2 separate regions of the Capra hircus genome follow, and region 1 is linked to region 2. A link is a contact called in public Hi-C data. All regions are on one chromosome and are shown on one strand. The core of a region is the stretch at or near the end of the contact, and the rest is flanking DNA. Distances in the headings are between cores, read along the strand shown. Region 1 holds the start of SUFU (suppressor of fused homolog). Region 2 overlaps SUFU (suppressor of fused homolog).

Region 1 (4,836 bases), core at 1,702-4,201, 66 kb before region 2:
GAGAACTACAATACCCAACATGCCTTGCACCTGAATTAGCAAGCCAGGCTGCTTTGGAACCCCGCCTAGTTTAAGGAACGGAGCGTCGCGTTTCAACGCACAGTACCCTGGGCTTTGTAGTTTCTGTAGGTAAATGGAAGGGTACGCCTATTGATGGTTGCAATCTCGCGTCTGGATCTGTAGACCCTTTGAAGGGATTCTCAGTCCGTGCTGAAGTATGTAGTCTTCAGTATTGTCTGTAGTTCGGTTTGGATTGATCAGTAACTCGTGAATGTTTGGATTTTACAGGCTAGTCCTTCCACTTGCCACCACTTCCCCTGGACAATATGAGGTTGCAATGTTTTTATATGGGTCTATAAGGCATTAATAAACATCTACCACCTGTATGCAGGTCAGGAAGCAACTGTTAGAACTGGGCATGGAACAATAGACTGCTTCCAAATAGGAAAAGGAGTACGTCAAGGCTGTATATTGTCATGCTGCTTATTTAATTTATATGCGGAGTACATCATGAGAAACGCTGGGCTGGATGAAGCACAAGCTGGAATCAAGATTGCCGGGAGAAATATCAATAACCTCAGATATGCAGATGACACCACCCTTATTGCAGAAGGTGAAGAGGAACTAAAAAGCCTCTTGATGAAAGTGAAAGAGGAGAGTGAAAAAGTTGGCTTAAAGCTCAACATTCAGAAAACGAAGATCATGGCATCTCGTCCCATCACTTCATGGCAGATAGATAGGGAAACAGGGGAAACAGTGGCTGACTTTATTTTTCTGGGCTCCAAAATCACTGCAGATGGTGATTGCAGCCATGAAATTAAAAGATGCTTCTTCCTTGAAAGGAAAGTTATGACCAACCTAGACAGCATATTCAAAAGCAGAGACATTACTTTGCCAACAAAGGTCCATTTAGTCAAGGCTATGGTTTTTCCAGTGGTCATGTATGGATGTGAGAGTTGGACTGTGCAGAAAGCTGACCACCGAAGAATTGATGCTTTTGAACTGTGGTGTTGGAGAAGACTCTTGAGAGCCCCCTGGACTGCAAGGAGATGCAACCAGTCCATCCTAAAGGAGATCAGTCCTGGGTGTTCATTGTAGGACTGATTTTGAAGCTGAAGCTCCAATAATATTTTGGCCACCTGATGATAAGGGCTGACTCATTTGAAAAGACCCTGATGCTGGGAGGGATTGAGGGCAGGAGAAGGGGACAACAGAGGATGAGATCATTGGATGGCATCACCAACTCAATGGACATGGGTTTGGGTGGACTCCAGGGGTTGGTGATGGACAGGGAGGCCTGGTGTGCTGCGGTTCATGGGGTCATAAAGAGTGGGACACGACTGAGTGGCTGAACTGAACTGAACCACCTTCTTAGTCTAATAAAAGGAAATTTTAGTATACATACAGCTGAGGAACATATTCCTAGAACAAAGGAAAGTATATTGCATAAGGCTTGCTTTTTTTGGGAAAAAAAAAAAGGTATATTTTGTTCAGTTCAGTTCAGTTCAGTCGTGTCTGACTCTTTGCAACCCCATGGACTGCAGCATGCCAGGCTTCCCTGTCCATCACCAACTCCTGGAGCTTACTCAAACTCATGTCCATTAAGTCAGTGATGCCTCCAAACATCTCATCCTTTGTCGTCCCCTTCTCCTCCCACCTTCAATCTTTCCCAGCATCAGGGTCTTTCCCAATGAGCCAGTTCTTCCCATCAGGTGGCCAAAGTACTGGAAATAATCAACAAAATATTTTTGGTTGATTTTCTCATGTTTTTCCTGGAAAGGTGTAAACTTGGCAACATACTAATATTGGTCTGAAGACTGACATTTGGAACTACTGGTATAGATGATCTTTTGGTCATTAAAACATCCTTCATCTAATAGCTTCAGAACTGTTGTCTCTCTCTCTCTCTCTCTCTCTTTAGTAGCTAAGTCGTGTCAGACTCTTTGTGATCCCATGGATTTGTAGCCTGCCAGGATCCTCTGTCCATGGGGTTCTCCAGGCAAGAATACTGGAGTGGGTTGCCATTTTCTTCGCCACAGGATCTTCCCCACCCAGGGATCGAACCCACGGCTCCTGCACTGCAGGCAGATTTTTACCGACTGAGCTGCGAGGGAAGCCCAGGAACTGCTCTAGTATATCTTTAATTTTCATGGGGAGCTAGAAATCCTAGGGACGGGGGAACCTGGTGGGCTGCCGTCTATGGGGTCGCACAGAGTCGGACACGACTGAAGCAACTTAGCAGCAGCGGCAGCAGCAGAAATGACACTGATGAATGAGAAAATGGAATTGAGAGATTATGTGTTACTGCTTTCTAAGGAGCCCAGTGCATTTTTCTCTAATAAATTATTTCCTCTTTTCCTTCATGTTGTGGGGATCTTTAGTTAATAGCCAGTAGTCAGGACTTTCCGCCAGTAGTCAGGACTCTCTTCTATCCTTTTCTCTTGAAATTTCAAGATTATTGAGTGGAAGACATTACTATAAGTAAAGTTATTGCAGGCAGGAAAATAATTTCCAACCCGGTGCCTTAGAAACTAAAAAATTCCGTTTTTAATGCTACGTGGACGAAGGAAGCAATCCATTGTAGCAATCCATTGTTACATTTATGTTTAAATCCTTCTGAAATAAATTAATTAAATAAATCCTTCTGAGCACCGTGTTAGCATAACAGTGACATGCTTTTTGTCGGCGCACTTCCCAAAGCTTTCCTGGGTCCCTAGCACCTCAGAGGATGTCCCAATATCTCTATTTAATCCTGGGCTCCTCCTAACGCTAGGGGGAAGCGAAGAGCCTTGGAACACCCCCACAACTCCGGGAGAGAGAGGGAGGAGGGACCTATTGTCAAGTCACGCCTTCCCTACCTGTGACTGGCACAGACATTAGCCAATGGAACCGGAATAGGGCGCGCCGGCACCCCGCCCCCTGAGCGCCCCGCGGCCCCCGAGGCACCCTCTGGCCGTCTCCACCGCGGCGACGGCCTGGGCGGACAGTGCGCCTTGCGCAGGCGCGGAGCCTAGACCTCGCTGCAGCCCCCATCGCCTCCGGGAGTCGCACCCAAGGAGTTCGCCTGCTGGCGCGTCAGTGCTCTCCCCCTCGTCTGCCCTCCCCGGTCCCCCCAGCACCCTACGCGCCCCGATGGCGGAGTTGCGGCCTAGCGGCGCCCCCGGCCCCACCGCGCCCCCGGCCCCTGGCCCTACTGCCCCTCCGGCCTTCGCGTCGCTCTTCCCCCCAGGACTGCACGCCATCTACGGAGAGTGCCGCCGCCTGTACCCAGACCAGCCGAACCCGCTCCAGGTTACCGCTATCGTCAAGTACTGGTACGTCTTGGGCCGCGCGGAGACCGACAGGGGCGGGCTGAGAAGGGTTAAAGCGCCAGGGGCGAAGTAATTTGCCAGGGAATTGGAGGGGAAAGGAGAATGGTTAAAGCACTTGGAAGAGGGCTTCCTGCTGTGAGGGAAGAAGTTAAGGCTCAAGTTAGGAATGGGGACAAAGGGGTTAACGAAGCCTGCGGGTAGCGACGGGTTAGCAAGGGAGGGGAGGATGAAGGGTTAACTGGCATTAGAAGAATGGAGTGAATTGGGGGTGTCGGTAGAAGCTGAGGGGGCGACGGTCGGAAAGAGGGAACTGTAAACGTGGTGAAAGGAGGGGGCGCCTGGAGGGGGTCATAAGTGGGCGCGGGGAAGCCGAAGGGGGGGCGGCTGAAGTGAGATGGGGGAGGCGAGGCGGGGCCTGAGGAGCATCTGAGAAGGCTTTGGAGCCGCGCGGCCGGAGGAGCTCGGAGCTCGGAGGGCACGGGACTGCACAGGGTAGGGGCGGGTGTGGGTCTGTGGGTTAGGATGTGAGCGTTGAGCCTGTGAGGGGATGAGAGGGAGGTCTCATTTTGATACCTTCCGGATGAGCTCAGACATTCATATCAGTGCAGTGCTTTTGCGTTTGAAGTTTGATGGAGCAGCTTCTCCCGATCAACTTTCTGCTTACTCTGCACAGTTCTCTTACTCCATGCAGAGCTTCCTCTGGCTCCGCGGCTGCTTTGGTCTAGGTCACTGGCTAGAACAGGGGCAGGCTGGGTCAGGGAGATCCATGGTTTGGCTCAGGATTGAAGGAGGCTGCTGTTAACGACGAAGATCCGGAGCTTGGACACGGGAGGATCCTTCAGTGAGATATTAAGAGGAACTTCGTGGTCTGGAGCGCCCAGATGTAGGCAGCAGTTCCTCAGGGGAGCTGAGAGTAATCCCCAAGTAACTCTGTTAAGATCAGACCTATGTACACATGGACTGCCCCTGGGGAAGGAATGGTCTTTTCTCGTTTCCCATTCTTTTTGTAACCTGTTTCTTCGTGCCACCTCTGTTATGGGGACTCTTCTTCATGGTCTTGCTGAACTAAAAGTTGACTAAGAAACTAGTTGAATCTGTACAAAACCACTTTCATGCAGGCACTGTATTAGATGAACTCCTGCATTGGCTCCTGAAAGACTGTTCAAGGCAGGCACTTGGGGTGTGACCAAAGGGGAGGTACCCCCGAAGGGGGAATGAGTAGAGTGGATGTCTTTACTGGTTACCTTCCTTTAGGGCTGAGTCTTTTCCCTCCGTGGCAACCACTTACTTCTTCTGGAGATGGCAGGAGCTGGGCTGCCTAGGGCGGAGGCCAGCTCCCTATGTCTGTGGGAGGATGTGGAGAGGCTGACAGTGTGAAGGGCCTGGGGAGCAACCACCTGCTCCGTGGGGAGAGCGGCAGGAGCAGCCTGCCTCTGTCTGGTAGCCAAAAGGAGGTGTGGCCAGCAGCACAGTTTTCTCTGGCAGGCACGATGTTCTTTGGTTGAGAGGAGTTTTTGAAGAGGTC
Region 2 (4,548 bases), core at 1,957-4,456:
GAAAAGCTTGACACCATCCACCCAGCTATGAAGAACTTTGCCTGCTGGCCATGAAAGCCCGTTAACACACGTACAAGCAATCTGTCTCTCTCCTGCCTCCACACACTGTTTGTTTGTTTTGTGGTTATTTCCGTCTTTCTTAAAGAAAGAATCCTGTCTCGGCCTTTCTTTGGAGGAGTGTGATTTGAAGGGCTGCAGCGGGGCGATTGTGCAACCCGGCTCCTGGAATCTCCTTCCTAGTCTGCTGTGCATGTGTGCTCAGAGGGCAAGGGTGCCAGATTCTGTTGTTCCATACCAATCGAAGCTTCTAAACTCCCGTGTCCCCCTTATACTGTCCACTTACAGCACTCAAGCGTTAAAGGGGAGGTAGCCAGGACGCAGTCAGTTTTTTGCTTCTATGTGATACACATACATATTGTTCTCAGCTGCCATCCAGACTCCCTAGGGTAGGCGAGGTCTCACCAGTGCTGCAGGGCTCCGAACTGAACTCAGCTGTGGCTTGGAGCTGGGGAGTCTGGGCAGGCGGGCAGAGAAGTGTCCGCTCATGACTTTATTTGGCTCCCTAGAAGAAGGAGAGTTGCCGTTGCCAGAAAAAGGTGAGCGCTGATCTTTCCCAGCAAGAAGGTCTGTTCCCTTCCTTTGGCGGGTGCTTTTGGATGGAGGTAGAGGAGGCCCACAGGAGGCTCTGGGTCTGAGGGTGCTGGGACAGTGAGGACAGTGCCCTCTGCTTGATGCCTGGGGTGCCCTCTCCCCAGAATGAGCACACATCTCATAGGTGTGTTAAGGGCTCCAGAAATGTAATCTGTGGCGGTGACATCAAGATGTCCTACACTCCATGACCTCAGGAAATGTTGGAGGCTCCTCATTTCTAGAAATCTACCATGACACAAATAGATGAGGCAATATACAACCCCACTCCTTTCCCTACAGCTTGGCTTAGAACAAGCAAGGAGAAAGCACCAGGGCTTAGAAATTAGGACAGGATTACATGGAGATCCAGTGGGGCCAGTGGGCAGACTAAGTGGCTTCAGTTAGGAGCATCTGGGCTGGCCAGAGGCTGATAGGGCTGACTTTGAACTTCATCCCCTCCACCACCACGGCTAGGCCTGGCTCATTCAGTAAAACCCCCAGGCTGCCTCTTCCTCCTGCTGGGGCATCTGGAGGCTGCTCAGGCCTGTACAGACTTGTGTTTCTGCCCATTTAATGTATTGCAGTTCATGGGCCTTCAGTTGACTTGAAGGGGCTCTCTTCCAACCTCAGAGGAGGCCTTCTCTGGGCCCAGCTCCAGCAGCCCACAGTGGGCCTTCTCAGGAAGGAGAGGGGGTGAGGCCATTGCCAGATTCTCCCTACCTGGAATGTTGGTTTGATACTGGGACTTTCTGAGACAGGGGAGGCCACTGACCTTCCCACTCGGCCATCTGTGTCAGAACATGCCATATTCCCTGGCATTTCAGGGAAGAACTGCTTAGCTGTCTTAGGAACCAGCTCTGTGTCTTCATTTGGGAGGCACGGAAGGCTTCATCATCAAAGTGATTTGTGAGTACCAAGAAGACGAGAGGGATGGAAAGATGATGACGGTAACCCCATTGTTCAGAGTTTGACCCTAAAGTTGACAGACTCCAGTCTACCAGCCTGCTTTGGGCCGCCTTTTGTTTTCCTCCGCTCCCTGAAACACCTCTTGCAGACCTGCCACCCCTTTGACACCTGTCCCAGTTCAGTTGGGTTTCCTGCCTTTGCTCTTCATGTCTGGAACACAGGTAACCATCCGCAAGCATGGGTACTTCTGGCATCCTCCACGAGAAACCCTGTCTTTGAGGCTCCAGGAGACAACATTAACCCGTTCTCCTCAGACCAAGCTTATGGATTCTGGCCACTGAGATGGGGGGTGGGGGAGACGGGGAGCTCATCCTATACTTCCACGCAGAATGGAGACAGTCACTCTCCAGAGTTGGGATGACTTAAGAACTCTTGAAGAACACATTTGTTTCTCAGTGTTTTAAAGGCAGCACTCATTATTTTGCAAACAATAGCTGTTTTCTTCTGCAATCCATTTCCCTAGATTTTGCTAACTTCTATCTAGCACATTCCAACTTCAAACCACCATGACTAAAGCTGGATGTTCGCGAGGTGGGGTAGGGTGACAGCCAATTCAAGGGGTCAGTTAGAATCTGCACAGCCATACGCGCCCTCCTGCGCCAACCTTTTAAGAGTTCTTGCCAGGGAGTTGTTTGTTACTGGAGAAAGAGACATCCAGTGATGAAAGCTTTCTTTAAACTGAGCAAGGGGCAGAACTGAAGCGAGTATTTTTTGGATCCTATGCCACCCTGGAGTGGTGTGAATTTTCCAAACAGGCTGCAGCAGCGGGATGGTACTACAACATGGTACTGGGAGACAGAGTGGAGAGAAAGAGGGAGGGAATGTGAAGTGGCCTCCAGGCCTCACCTGGAATTGCCCACCTTCACACCTCCTGGCAGCCCCTCTGCTGTGCAGTTTGGGTGGGGTTCCTGGGGATGTCTGGGTAAGGACACTTGAGGGGACCAAAGAGAGGAAGGGAGAGGGAGCGAACTCCTCTAACCACTGGGCTGAACAGCTGGGCCTCCAACCGAGGCAATATTAGCATTTGAAAACCCCTCTGCCGGGGCTGAGGCCTTCCCAGGGTGGGCGCTGGGCCTGAGAGCAGAGGCCGTGGTGGCTCCACACAGAATGGGGCTGAGCATCCGGGGCATGAAGACCAGGCCGGACTCAAGAATGAGCCCATTGTGGCTTTGTCCCAGGCTTGAAAACTGTGACCAAGGCTCTTTCATTGTTAAGAAAGACCGTTTCTTGGCCACAGCAGAGCTCAAAAGTCTGGTTCCCCCAGCAGGCAGGTCTGGGAGGTTGTTAAATACGTGCTCTCTAAACCTTCCTGTGGGTAGTTAAGACCGTCTCACTCCGGATCACACAGGCTGGTGTGTTGGTTCTGGAACTGCAACCTGGGTCTGTCTCCCAGCTGACTAAAGTCAACCCCTTCCCAAACTGTCTGTACAGAGTTGCTTTTCGTCATTCGTATTTCATTTAAACAGTGTAGCTTTGTACAGCATGTATTTTTAAATTGATGTTAATTCTGGTTAATAAAGGTCATAACTCCAAACCTCTGTAGCCTCTTCCCTGTTTCCAGCCAAAGTCAGCTTAGAGGTGGGGCGCTGGAGGGAGCTGGCCACACTCTTCCTTAATCCAGGAGCAATGGTGCCACCTACTGGCAGTTGCTATTAGCTACAGGTTCTGTGGCCTGTCCTGTTTTCTGGTAAAGGGACTTAGACCGAGATGGAAGTAGCAGTGTTCCAGTACAGGAGTGATAACTTGCTCCAGTGCAAGACGCACTGAGTAGGCACACTATTTCCTACTTACAGATGTGGAAGGGCTTAGAGACTGTGATTGGGCAAGTTGCCCAGGGTCACAGGGGCAAATAGGCTTCCCTGGTGGCACTTAGTGGTAAAGAACATGCCCACCAGTGCAGGTTAGATGTAAGAGACACAGGTTTGATCCCTGGGTAGGGAAGACTCCCCTGGAGAAGGGAATAGCTACCCACTCCAGTATTCTTGCTTGGAGAATGCCATGGACAGTGGAGCCTGGTGGGCTACAGTCCACAGGGTCACACAGAATTGGACACGACTAAAGTGACTTAGCACGAGCAAGCACGCAGCAGAGGCAAATGGGACAGAGCCTTCCCACCTGCAAATTAGCCAGTTGGCCAGGGTTGCCAAAGCCAGCAAGAGATTTTAGACGGTAACTGGACAAAACACTCAATACTGTGACTAGTGAGGACTGTCTTCCCTCTTCAGTTCTGATTCAATCCTGCTGAGTTTGTCAGTTTGATATGACTCTTTAAACCTTTAACAGTCTTTGATCCTTGTTTATTTCAGTTTTTAACAATGTTAGATAGACAGCAGTATCAGTTATAAATTATTAACTTTTTTTCATTAAATTATTTTGAAGTTATCAAAATTATCTTCCACTTTATGATGAGCAAGATTGGTTTTCTGTTTTCCTTATGTAGTATAGTGATATGACATTTCCTTTTAAAGTAAGTTTGTTGGTTTAAAAAAGTGAGTCAGTTTTAGGAGGGAAATACAGGTAGGCAATGGGATGGGTGTACACAGATATGTTGAAAATCCTGATGGATGTTACGGGTGACTCAGAAGTGTGGGCAGTGTTGCGCTGTGCCCATCCTCACTGGCTTGCTCCACAACCTTGGGCAATCTTGAGGATCCTTTCCTTTGTAGAAAATGAAAATGGGGTGGGTGATCGTATAGGTGGACTATAGAATGCTGTGAAGTCTGGGCACCACGACTCAGGTTTCTCCCAGGTCAGGCCACTTTACCTATGAAAGTAGCGACCGTCAGAGGCCTTGTTTATTCCACTTTTCTTCTCCCGCAAGATTCTTCCCTTTTACCGGCTGTATTTTCTTTCTTCTTCTTAAAAACCACCTTTACAGAAATATAATTCACATATTCTGTAGTTCACAGCTGTGAGACCATTACCCCAAAAAGCAGCCCAAGACCAGTCACT

The links. Hi-C and Micro-C count contacts between places; a contact is called where the count stands out from the background.
Region 1: a contact with region 2 is called in a Hi-C map of liver, with 4 times the contacts expected there. The contact joins the promoter of SUFU here to the enhancer-like site in region 2. A contact is called at or near these places in 2 of 5 Hi-C or Micro-C datasets (blood and liver).

Annotation. Positions count from the first base shown.
Region 1 is chr26:28,569,394-28,574,229 of ARS1.2, reverse strand. It overlaps SUFU (suppressor of fused homolog), which reads left to right and starts at 2,951. Exons shown (of 12, transcript XM_013975115.2): 1 at 2,951-3,314. The coding sequence starts at 3,133.
Region 2 is chr26:28,504,004-28,508,551 of ARS1.2, reverse strand. The region is part of intron 3 of SUFU (suppressor of fused homolog); the gene reads left to right. Among named protein-coding and RNA genes, the nearest start is that of TRIM8, 56 kb to the right of the region's middle. Within about 2 kb of position 3,206, at least 3 of the 5 cell types and tissues checked have an H3K27ac peak or open chromatin away from gene starts, as enhancers often do.